2 separate regions of the Sus scrofa genome follow, and region 2 is linked to region 1. A link is a contact called in public HiChIP or PLAC-seq data. All regions are on one chromosome and are shown on one strand. The core of a region is the stretch at or near the end of the contact, and the rest is flanking DNA. Distances in the headings are between cores, read along the strand shown. Region 1 holds the start of SSU72 (RNA polymerase II subunit A C-terminal domain phosphatase SSU72). Region 2 holds the start of FAAP20 (Fanconi anemia core complex-associated protein 20).

The links. HiChIP or PLAC-seq counts read pairs in DNA pulled down with a chosen protein or histone mark.
Region 2: an H3K27ac HiChIP or PLAC-seq map of alveolar macrophages shows a contact between it and region 1. The contact joins the promoter of FAAP20 here to the promoter of SSU72 in region 1. A contact is called at or near these places in 1 of 5 promoter capture datasets (fetal skeletal muscle) and 1 of 2 datasets of contacts at active chromatin or transcription factors (alveolar macrophages).

What each region holds. Positions count from the first base shown.
Region 1 is chr6:63,753,371-63,759,306 of Sscrofa11.1, reverse strand. SSU72 (RNA polymerase II subunit A C-terminal domain phosphatase SSU72) reads left to right here and starts at 1,847. Exons shown (of 5, transcript XM_003127502.5): 1 at 1,847-4,561. The coding sequence starts at 4,383.
Region 2 is chr6:64,165,714-64,171,845 of Sscrofa11.1, reverse strand. It overlaps FAAP20 (Fanconi anemia core complex-associated protein 20), which reads left to right and starts at 2,183. Exons shown (of 10, transcript XM_021097589.1): 1 at 2,183-2,335; 2 at 2,961-3,081; 3 at 3,404-3,716; 4 at 3,718-3,770; 5 at 3,773-3,981; 6 at 4,700-4,855. The coding sequence starts at 2,183. It overlaps LOC110261079, which reads left to right. Exons shown (of 3, transcript XM_021095200.1): 3 at 21-317.

The DNA of each region.
Region 1 (5,936 bases), core at 598-3,097:
AAGTTCCTGGGCCAGGGGTGGAATCCGAGCTGTTGCTGCAATCTATGCCACAGCTGTGGCAACACTGGATCCTTAGCCCACAGTGCTGTGCTGGGGATTGAACCAGAAACGCCACAGACACAAGCCAGATCATGAACTCACTGCACCACAGCAGGAACTCTGGAGACATGGCCACGTGTAATCATTGTCTTATTTATTTTGTCTTTTGCCTTGTCTACGGCCACTCCTGCGGCATACGGAGATTCCCAGGCTAGGGGTCTAATCGGAGCTGCAAGCCACTGGCCTACGCCAGAGCCACAGCAACGCAGGATCCGAGCCGAGTCTGCAACCTACACCACAGCTCACGGCAACGCCGGATCCTTAACCCACTGAGCAAGGGCAGGGATCAAACCCGAAACCTCATGGTTCCTAGTCGGATTCATTAGCCTCTGAACCATGACAGGAAGTCCCCATTGTCTTATTATAAATGACTTAAGAATAAACTGAAGTTGGAGATAACAAATATTTCATGAAAATTAGCTAAAGGCTGAAATAAAGTACCTGTTTCATAGCTAATGTCTAATAGCTCCTATTTGATAGGACAGTTTTGAGAAATATTTCTTTTTTTCTAGGCTTATTTAAATATTTTATCATAGTCAGATACATAAGTTTCTCTTATTTTAGAATATCTTCATGGAGTTCCCATCTTGGCTCAGCGGAAATGAATCTGACTCGTATCCATGAGGATACAGGTTTGATTCCTGGCCTTGCTTAATGGATTAAGGATCCAGTGTTGCCATGAGCTGTGGTGTAGGTCGTAGACTCGGCTTGGATCCTGCATTGCTGTGGCTGTGGTGTAGGCCAGCAGCTACAGCTCTGATTCGACCCCTAGCCTGGGAACCTCCGTATGCCACAGGTGCAGCCCTAAAAAGACAAACAAAAATATTTTTTAAAATTCTTCAGGAGAAACATTTCAAATTTAAAGGCCACATCTGACTAAAACAATTAGAGTTACCGACTTGCCATGACGGGAACTTCTACCTCTGAATACTTAATGACGCTTTTTACAAATCAGACAAGTTGTTTTTCTCGATGCAAATAAGTGAGGTTTTCTCAATGCTGACATGTGAGCTCTACTTAAATCGTCCTCCACACCGGGCGTTCGGTGGTCCAGGAGCAGGTCGTGTATAGAACGTCTGTGCGGCAACTAAAGCAGTTTCTGTGGTGGCCTTTTCACACTTGCCCAAATTCAGACACTTCTCTTCCATTTTTCATTTTCCTTGCCCACTTATCTTGCCCCACCCCCACCGCCCAGCACCCTGCTTATTTCTTGAGTCCCCCATGGCATTCACTAAATGTTACCTAGGACCGATGAATTACCAATCTTTTCAGATCCTTCCCAGGATACCACGGTTAAGACCCATTTTTAATTTTCTTTTTTCAGGGTCGCACTGTGGCATATGGAACCTCCCAGGCCAGGGTTTGAATCGGAACTACAGCTGCCGGCAATGCCAGATCCTTAACCTACCAGTTGGGGCCTGGGATGAAACTGGAAACCTCAGGGATACTAGTCAGGTTTGTACTGCTGAGCCACACCAGGAACGTCAAAATGCTATTTTTTAATACCTTTTTACTCGTTTCTGCCCCTAAAAGTTGGTGGGTCTATGGTCTATGGGTTTTATTCTGCAAATCACTGATACTCATGTAAACCAATAATTATATTTTTATTATGTTATCAAGTACACATCATGTGAAAGAAAGATCAACTGTTTAATTATGTTCTCAGATCTGTTACCGCATCTCTGTGTGTGATGCAATGGGACGCTTGCCTGTTTTTTTTTGTTTTTTTTTTTTTTTTTTTTGTCTTTTGTCTTTTTAGGGCTGCACCCTCGGCATATGGTTCCCAGGCTAGGGGTCTAATCGGAACTGTTGCTGCTGGCCTACGCCACAGCCACAGCAACACCAGATCTGAGCGGCGTCTGTGACCTACATCACAGCTCAGGGCAACGCCAGATCCTCAACCCACTGAGCGAGGCCAGCGATTGAACCTGCAACCTCGTGGTTCCTAGTCGGATTCATTTCCGCTGCGCCACAACAGGAACTCCCCATACTTACGTGTTTTAAAAAAGCCAAGAGCAAATGTGTGTTTTTGTTAGTGGTGGTGGTGAGCATGTCTACAGATTTGGCAGTAATGCATAAATTTGTCAAACAGCCCTTCCAAAATTATACTTGTGAAATACACACACACACACACACACACACACAAATTGATCTTAAAAAATTTAAAACTAAAAAGACTAATCACATCAAGTGCCATCAAGGATGTAGAGAAAGTGGGACACTGCACACGGGAATGTGAGACAGTACATTTGCTTTGAAAACAATTTGGCAGTTTCTTAGAAAGTTAAAAGTACACCTAAACATATGCTCTAATCACCCTACTCCTGGGCATTAAGCCAAGTGGGTCCTTAACCCACTTAGGAACTCCTGAGACGTTTCTCAATGCACTGGACATAAGGCAACAAAACCATCTCGCCTGGGAATGGGGCCTGAGCCCTTCTGAGCTCAGAGTCTGTGCATGCAGTGGGGCAGAGCAGCACAGAGCGCCAGAGAGAAGGTCCCTAGCCAGGACAGAAAGGCCAGTGCGGGCAGAGGAGGACATGGGTGAGCTTTCTTGAAGTGGGCGGCATCTATCTGATCTCAGTACTTGGACTGAGTTGAGGTCTGGGGGGCACACACAGAGGTAAGGCACCGACAAGCAATTTTCAGTTGGCGGACGTTAAGTTCTACACAGGAGGTAGGGAGAGGTGAGGTAGGACAGCTACTATATTGGTATTGGAATGGTCAGTACTGATCAGTACTGGTGTGGTGAGGCCATAATGTCTTTGAATTCAGGTTATGCCTTCTGAGCACACTGGGGAGGCCATGGAGGCGTCTTGTTTTCCAAATGTAAACACCTCTATTGTTTGTTGTTGTTGTTAGAGAAAATACACGTCCATCATAACATACAAAGTCAAGGAATTCAAAAAGGTATAAAGAGCATTCTTTATAAGTATAAAGCACCCTTAACCCTAGGCCATTAGGGTTGCGGTCCCACTGCCACATTCCAGGGTAGGTCCCTCTGGACGTTGCGTTCTGTGTGTGTTTAAATACAGAGAGTGGGAGGGGAGGACGCCCTCATTGGTCCTCACTCATCCCTCACACCCCCAAGTCCTTCCAAGTAAACACTTCCTTGCTATAATCCTGCACCGGCCTCCCTCACACCAGGCCCAAGGGTCCTGACTTAAACAGTCTGAGTGCCTGGTCCTCAACCTTTCTCTCCATGAAAACATCCGGAGCAATGTTAGGACAACCGACTATCAGTGAAGATGGTCCTTCACTGCCCCGGCTTCAGAGCTTTCCCCTCTCCAACAGCGAGACGGTCTGCTACCATCTGCTACCATCGGTGCCTACGGTTACGCCTAGCCTCCAGGCATTCAGAAGGCAGCTCCCTCTACACCCAGTTTCAAGCATCCCGCTCTACCACCCTCTGGCCCCAGCGACATTTCTTCCACTCCACTGGGATCTCCAGTTCAGCGCACACGGTACCTTTCCACTGCCACCGTCCCTTCGTGTCCTCACTTCTCAGCCAGCCTGGATCCACGTCGGAGCACCGCCATTCCCTCGCCCCCTCCTTTTGCTGCACATACCAGAAGACCAACTCATTGGCCACTCCAAGTGGCTGGAGAACAAAACCGGGTTGCCTAGTTTCTCGGTCAAATTACAACCCCGTATCTCAAACCCGCAGGGCCTCCAAACAAGCCCCAGGATTTCAATCGACTTGCTCTCCTAACCGGGGAGGTCTTCTCAAAGCACCTAACCACCTCTCCAAACACTTCCACGACTTCATTTAAAGGTCAGACTTCGTAGAGTCTTCGGCAGAGCAGAAAAGGGAGACACGGCGGCTCGGGTGGCAGGAGCGAGAACAAGGGGCGTCGCCAGGGGCAGGCGGAAGCGCGCAAAGCCATCCTGGAAGACGCTGCCCGGAACCTGCCACTTCCAACGGCCGTCCCAGCAGGCCAGCGCCTTTTGCGTCATTCCCGGCGACGGCGCTCGTGACATCATCTGAGCTGGGGCGGTGCCTTCGCGTCATTCCCGGCGACTGCGGCGGCTCGTGACGACGTCGGGTCGCCGGTGCGCGGGGCTGGGCCGGACGGCGACTCCTGTGCGGGGCGCTGGCCTCTGTGGTTCATGCACAGAGAAGAGGCGAGCTCGCCAGCCGGCCGGGCGCCCGCGGGGCGGGGCCTCCCTCCGTCCGCTGCCCAGCGCTCCCGGCCGGCGTGGGGAGGCCGCCGGGACGCCTTGCGTACGTCCGTGCCGCACATCCCGACGCGCTACGTCGCCGGCGTCGCCTTTTGCGCGTCATGACTTCCGGGCACCGAGGTCGCCATCTTCCTCGCGCGGAAGCGGCGCCGCTGGGTGGGAGCTCGGAGGCGGGAGTCGCGGACGGTGCGGCTACCGCAATGCCGTCGTCGCCGTTGCGGGTGGCGGTGGTGTGCTCGAGCAACCAGAACCGGAGCATGGAGGCGCACAACATCCTCAGGTAGTTAGGGCCTCCGCCCTGGCCCAGCGCGCCCTACGAACACCGGCCCTACTGGCCGTTCCTCCGGCCGCATCTCTCCGCGACCCATGCTGGGCAGTCCCGTTTCCCGGCCCATGCTGTGTGGCGGCGGCCGCTTTCCTGGCCCGCGCTTCCCCTGCCCTTGCTGGGCAGCCCCGTTCCCAGACGGGCGGTGCGCCCCGGCCCCCAAAGGATGCCCGAGATGCCGCGCAGCGCCCGGGTTCGTGGGCTTAGGGGCCGAGCGCAGCGAGGAATCGACAAGGCTCGGTCTACCTCGCGGTCCCCTCACGTGTGCTTAGCATTACGGAAAGGTCAGAGTCTCAGCCGAAGGGTTTCTGGGTCGTGGAAATCTCAGAGCTGCTAGTAAACACCAAAGGCTGGTGCGGTTTGCGTCTACTCTGTACGCAAGTCTGTGCATCTGAAAACAGTGGCCTAAATGGTCACCAGTGAGGCGGTAAGTTCCAAGACCAAGGTTTGGGTCCACCAGAGGATAGTCCTCCAGTCTGCAGGGTGTGTCGCCTTTTGTCAAATCTGGAAAACTTGCACAACAGAACTCGAGGATAGAACAAGTCGTAAAAACAAAACGAAACCGGGAACGGCCAATTTTGTTGATTTCATGTATTTGTATATTTATGCACATCTCGGTTTTCAAATCTCATGCAAAAACTCCTCCCTCTTCCCTTGGAAAATCTCCAGTCATTTCTGAACTACACGTGAGTTTGGTTTCACGCTTCTAGTTCATATTTCACTGAACTCCACTTTTGTGACCCTGGTGTGGTTTGTGCTTAATAAAAGTTTATTCCCGTTGGATAAAGTTTTTTTTTTTTAATCACTTCACAGAATGTGAAACGGAGCCGTTGCGATACATGTCAACTTTGATAGAAAAACTAAGTTGAAAGTTTTTCTCCTCCCAAGTTTGCTTACGTGGACGTTACAGGACAACCACACCTGCCCTCTCTTATTACCGCAGTTTTGATCCTCCTGAGTAACTTGGGGAAATCAGAATTCTCCCCACCCCCTCATTTGTAATGAAACTGAAAGTGCCAGGTGTCCACCATCTGCTAATTACGAGTTCAGTTCTTCCTAACATCTAGCACAGTTGTCAACAGTATTGCGTTCCTGTCAGTATCTGGTAGAGTGTGAAATGCTTTGAACCTAGCAAACCAATGTGAAATTTGCTTTTAAACTGGAGTTGTGTAAACTGTAACGTTGTTTTAACACTGGAAAGGTGTTAGAGTTATAGTATGCTCGACCTGATCCCCAAACTGCCCCCCCCCTTTTGTAGTCTCTCTTGCAGCTTGGGGAAGTTCCCCTGACCAGGGGTGGAACTTGGCTGCTGCAGTGACAACGCAGGATC
Region 2 (6,132 bases), core at 934-3,433, 410 kb before region 1:
GCTTCTCTCCCACCTTACAGACAGGCCGGCGAGCAGGGTCAGGGACGTGACGCCATGGGGGCCTCCATTCCTCCCCCACCTGGAGAGAGGGGGCCAGCGATGAAGGTACCTGGACCGGGGGGTGGCCCCCACCCGGAGCAGAGGCTGCAGAGCCCCTGGGAGCCGATGCCCCTGGGATCTCCAGATGGTGTGTTGAGACCTCATCCCAGTTAAGGGGGGGGCCTTTGGGGAGTGATGGGTTATATGGGTGATGGATCATTTATTAGTGACCTCATAAAAGGGACAGTGTCCTTGGCGCGTGGGGACAGAGAGGGAAACCCTCCGTGGTATTTTGTCATAGCAACCGGAACAGACTGGGGCACAGCCAGCCTCCACCCTCAGGCTGGGCTGAGAAGAAACGGGGCCACCAAGGCCGGTGGTACCCGCAGGAGGGGGGTCTCCAGGGCTGGGGCCCCGGGTGGGAAGGGGCAGCACCCCCGCACGCACACTGATGCGGCATTTGGTGGAGGGTGAGGGGGGCCTCCTGGGAGCCCACAGCCTCCAGGGGGCAGAAGGTGCCCAGAGCATCATCACGCGCTCCAGCGGGCATGTGGCAGGACCTTCGGAGCTTCCAGGCCCTTCCCCTGCCCAGGGTCGCTCACCGCCCACGGCGGCCCAGAGCTCCTGGCACATGGCCGCCGGGCGCGTCCTCTGCGTGCAAAGCGCAGCGAGCAGAGAATGACCCGAGAGGAGGGGCAGGCGGAGGGACCAAGGCCAGGAGGGCGAGGCAGGTCGGAGGTGGGCAAGTCGGGGACCACTGGCCGTGGACGAGGGCAGCACCTGAGGGCGAGAGCGGGGGGGCCGGTGAGGGCCGAGTGCTGCAGGGTGACCTTGGGCAGCTGTGGGCAAGGCCATGGCCCTGGAGACATCAGAGGGACAGTGGCCACACCAGCCACGTGGGCAGACCCTGGGCAGGTAGGGTGGCTGGCCGTGGGTGCAGGGTTGGGGGATGGTCCTCTCTCTGAGTCCCCTGGCGCCTCCACAGCTCAGGAGCAGCCCTGTGGTGAGGGGGCACGTGGGCACCCAGGGTGGGAGGGCTCCCCTTGCACCCCCCTCCCCATGGTGCTCAGAGCGGCAGCACTCCCGTCACTGCCTGACCTCCTCTCAAGGCCACTCAGTGGCAGACATCAGCAAAGCCACCCCTGCAGCAGCACAGGAGACCCAGGTTCAGGTCCCAGCTCAGAGCTCACTGTCCTGCGGCAAAGGACAGAGGGCTGGTTGGCCCGTCTGTACTTGGGGCGGGGCCAGAGCCCCTCCGTCCTGGGGTGGGTGGTGAAGGCGCCTGTGTCCCAGAAGTGACCTGCCCCCACTGCTGTCTCCGGAGCCACCACCTGCCCCTCCCTGATCGGGTGGGCAGAGGGGAGGACCACGCTGGGCTCGGCTGTCCCCAGCGAGGGTGAGCCATGTGCACGGGGTGGCCGGGGCGGGGCCTGACCCACAGTGTATGTTAGGAGGGTTTGGCCACCGAGGAGCCCGTGGTGTCCCCGAGGGAGAAAGGAGGAAGCAGGGGAGGGGTGATGAGCCGCCGAGGGGGGACCAGCTGGTAGGCCCCCCCCACCTCCATCTGCAGGGGTGGGGCTGCTGTCTCAGCGGGTGGGCTTCGCCAGCTCGGAAGGTGCCCACTGCCCATGGTGGGCTGTGCTCCTGAGAAGGACCCCCAAACGAGTCACGTGTCCCTAACTCCCCTTCCCCCCGAGCTCTGTGGGTTTTCTTAAATTCCTGCACACTCTCCAGACCCTTCCTGAGCGGCCAGATGGGCCCGAAGCTGCCTCAGGAGCTGGGAGAGGCCAGCTCCCTCCCTGGACGGCTCCCTCCCTCCTGCCAGGATTGCAGCCCAGGCCTGGCCTGCAGAGTGGCTGAGGAGGGGGTGGGAGGAGGGCAGCCAGGCTCAGAGGCCCGAGGGGGTTCGGCTGCCCGTGGACATCTCCAGCCTGATTCCAACTCGTCCCGGCCCCACCTTGGGCTCAGGCAGGAAGAAGGCCAGTTCAGAGAAGCGGTTCCACAGGGCCGCCAGCCACAGCTCCCGCTGGCCAAGTCCCCTGCAGGCCTCCAAGGGGACACTCAGGGGCTGGGCTGGCCTCTGGCCTGGGGAGGCTCCCGTGGCAGGAGGCTCAGCGCCCAGGGCAACGGGAGTGGGCGGAGCATGCGGGGTCTGGCTGTCCCCGACTCCTGGACAGTGAGGCCCGGGGTCTCGGGCAGAGAGCTGGCCTGGCCCCTTTCGGCCCCCCCGGGCCAGACAACCAACAGCCAGTTATGCCCAGACCAACTGCTGCCCTCAACCTGGCAGCGGAGAAAGGTGACACGGGCCCTTCCGTTGGAGGGGCTGGTGTCCCCGTGGGGTCTCAGGCAGATGACCCGTGTCCTGTGGCTGCCGCTGGCACCTCTGGGCAGCCAAAGACTCAGAGGGCGCGTTAAACACCTCCGGGACTGGCCCCTGGGGGCGGGGTAAGGAGGCAGTTTTCTGCCTGTGCCCGCAAGCCCGTCCCACAAACCCCTACCCTTTACTGCCAGGGAGGTCGAATAGCTGTCTGCTGACCCCTGACCTGGCCTCCGTGTCCACACTGGGACAGGCTAAAGCCTTTGTGCCCTTGTGACGGGAGGAGGAGGGGAGCGGGGGGAGGGGGGGACACGGCTGACGCCAGCAGCTCCTCAGATGGGGACCCCTGCCTCCTGAGGATGGCCCCGCCCGAGGGGACCCCCAGGAAGGGGATCAGAACACTCAGACTCCCTCAGAGCAGGAGGTCGGAAGTCAGGGTGACAGGTGGGCATCTTGGGAAGCTGAGGTTCCGGCCAGGAGATCTGCAGTAAGGAGGTGAGAAGCCTCTAGAGTCCACGGACAGGCTCTCTGGGAGGGGAGGGCGGGGGAGGGCAGAGAGGGAGGGGCCTGCCAGTGTCGCCCATCCCGGTTCTTCCCCGGACAGTGGGAGCTGGGCCACCGTCTCAGCCATGGTGGCAGCAGCGTCCCTGCTCTGGAGGATGGTGACAGGACCCAGGGCAAGAAGCGGGGCCTGAAGATGCCTGGGGGTCTCCCAGCAGCACTTGGTGCCAGGTGACGACCTAGAGAGGCCTGAGTCCCAGGGCCGGCCGGGTCCGTGGCTGCTGCACAAAGGCCCCCCAGGGGGCTTTAAACGTCGGGACCCACTAGCTCCCACTCCGGGTGTCTCTGCCCCGCCCCCCTGCAGCAGGGACGGGTGCGGGTGGGGCGGGGAGCATCCTCCGGCCTCGGGGCTCCAGGTGTCCCTGGGGTTTCGCCGCCTCCCTCCACCCTCCGCCCACACAGCCCTCTCCTTGCAGGGACACAGGCCACACCGGATCAGGGAGCCTGAACCCAGAATGGCTTCATCTTAACATGACTCCAAATAAGCTCACGTTCACAGATTCCCAAGGGACACAAACTTGGGGGGACACTGTTTGGCCACCCAATATCCTCAAAGCTTGGTCTCTGCCTTGCATTGCCACTCATCCTCAGGCTCCCCGTGGCTCCAGGTCCTTGGTGACACAGGCGCCGGCCATGGCCGTGAGGAGGGGCCTCGAGAAGGGGACCGAGGGCACCCTGGCCCTCACCCCGGTGGGCAGCCCGCACCCTGCTCTGCTGCCCAACGGATCGCCCGATGTTTCCTGGGTAACTGTTTCAACCCAGCCTGTCTGCCTGGCACTCTGCACACCCATGAATGCCACTGCCTGGCTCCAGGCGGGCTTGCCTGTTTGGCCCCCACAGGCCAGCAGGTGAGGCCGGCACAGCCCGCTGCATGGCTGCGTCTGAAGGCCGGGGTCCGGAGAGGGGGTGCCCAGCCCTCGAGGCCGTCCTCACGGCTGGCGGGCACTGCCAGTGGGGCAGTTGCACAGAGCATGTGCCCCAACCCACGGTTTCACTTGGAAATTGGAGGCTGTGCGGCCAGTGGGCTGGGCGTGCCTGCAGGCCTTTGCCCACCTGTGCTGTCTTGACGGCACTTGCCCAGTGCCCTGATAGCAGAACCAGCCCCCTCAAAATCAAAGGATGGGGTGGGGAAGCCGATGGGGGTGGGGCTCAGACCCTGAGCCTGCCAGTGGCTCTCGGCCGAGACCACTGACGTGTAGTCGGGCGGGCCTTGGAGTCGAGGCCTCAGTGCCATCAGCGGCAAACTTCGCTCCCAGGAGGGAGGGCTCGAGGATGCCAGGGGCCTGGACACCTGTCACCCTGGGGACTGGAAGGTGTCGGGGAGGGTCAGGCCCCTGAGCAACTGGCTGCGGATGTCCCCCTGAGTCTGGGGCAGGTGCCTTGGACGGGAGGGGTACCCGCTTCCCCAGCCAGGGAGAGCGTGAGGGAGGGGACCTCACAGCTGGGTCTTGCCCGCGGCTGCAGGGTGGGGCCTGACACCCCCGCCCACTGGAGCCCTTTCTGCTTCGCTGCTGCAGGGGCGCCTCCTCCAAAACGCTGAAATCTTCTCTGTAAACACGAATTCGGCTTGTGAAAAATTCGTTTCCTCGTCGCCAGCATCCGTCCCCATCAGAAATTATTTTCCAGTAAAGCCCGCTGCCTGTACTGGAGCAGATGGCTCAGAAAACGGGAGCCTTTCAATCAAGTTCAACTTTTAAACTTCCTCCAGCCCCACCACCCACATGGCGTCTTGCTGGTGATGCCGGGACAGCTGGTACAAGGTGGGTCCCTGTTCATCTCCAGAAGGACCCCGTGCAGGCCCGGCAGGCGGGTGGGCAGCTGTCGGGAGAGCGGCGGCCCAGGGGACCAGGAGCAGGGCTCCTGACAGGCGCCGGCACCTGCCACGGGCTTGGCACAGGGGTCACCCCAGGCCTGTTTTCTGTGGAAGCGCCCCGGGCTGTAGGTCCAGTGGTGATGGGGAGTTAATCCCCAGCAGCTGGATGAAACCAGAGAGGAGAAGCCCCAGGAGACAGCTTTACATGTGGCTCTGCCTCCCCCCACCCCCACCCCCACCAAGCATGGCTCTGAGGCCTGGCACTTAGCACAGGCCTGGCCTGAGTCCTGGCCCCCCCACCCTGGCCCACAGCGGGTGGCTGAGACCAAAAGAGAGTGGGTGCTGAAGGCCAGAGCCAGGCACAGCCCCGCCCAAGAGCCCCTGGGGCCTGCACCTCTGAGGCACAAGCGCTCTCCCGGCCCCTGTCTTGGGTCCACCAGGACCCTCCCTGCTCCCACTTCGCCGCCTGTCTAGGGCCGGGGAAACAGCTGTGTGGTCTGTAGTGGAGGCTGGGATGCTGAAGCCCCCAGGGCTGGGTTCCTGGGGCCCTGTGGGGAGAAGCAGTAGCTTCCTAGCACTGCCCAAGGCCAGGCACACACGCTGGCCATCCGAGGCAGGGTATCACTCCTGGACGTCCCCACGGCTGGTGCTCAGAAGTACGGTGACATTGCCAGGAAGCGCTGAAGCAGCAGAAGCCAAAGCCAGGGCAGGTGGGGCTGTGTCTGGGAACTGCAGACACAAGCCTTTTGGCGTCCTCGGTCTGCTGGCACCCGTGAGCCCTCACACCTGGGAGCCGACAGGTTACCCCCTCCGGGCCCTGAGCCCACCCGTGACAGCAGCTCCCTTTGTTCGTGCACGTGCACCTGGCAGACTCCAGGAACGAGACCCCCAGGGCTCGCTGGCACTGGGAACCGTCCTGGCTAGGATTTGGCAGCCCCAGGGGACACGACTGGTCTCCTGGGTGGTCTCGACGTGGGGACATGTGCCCCAGATGGGGCACCCCGACACGGGGTTGGAGAAGGGGCTGTGCCTTGAGGAGGGCGGCATTGTGGGAGCCCCTGCAGGAGGGGGCGCAGAGCAGAGCCCCAAAGCTGTGGGGTTGGGGGAGCCGGGAGTCCCCGTGGCATCTGCTTGCGGTCTGGAGAGGAGCTGCCTGCCCTTCCGTCCCCTCGCATCCCAACCCCGTGATCGCGGGGCGCAGGCCACCAGCTCGGCACCAGCGGGAACACTGAGGGTGCCTGGGCGTCTGCTGCCACCAAGCGGCGCGTTGCAAGGTGGCTCGGTGAGAGTGCTGGCGGGCACCAGGAAGCCCCCTCCAGGCCCCGCCCGCTGCCGAGGACCCCAGCCCGGACTTGGTCCTTGCACTCTATTTCTTAATTAAGGAAACTCAGCTCCTGCTCTT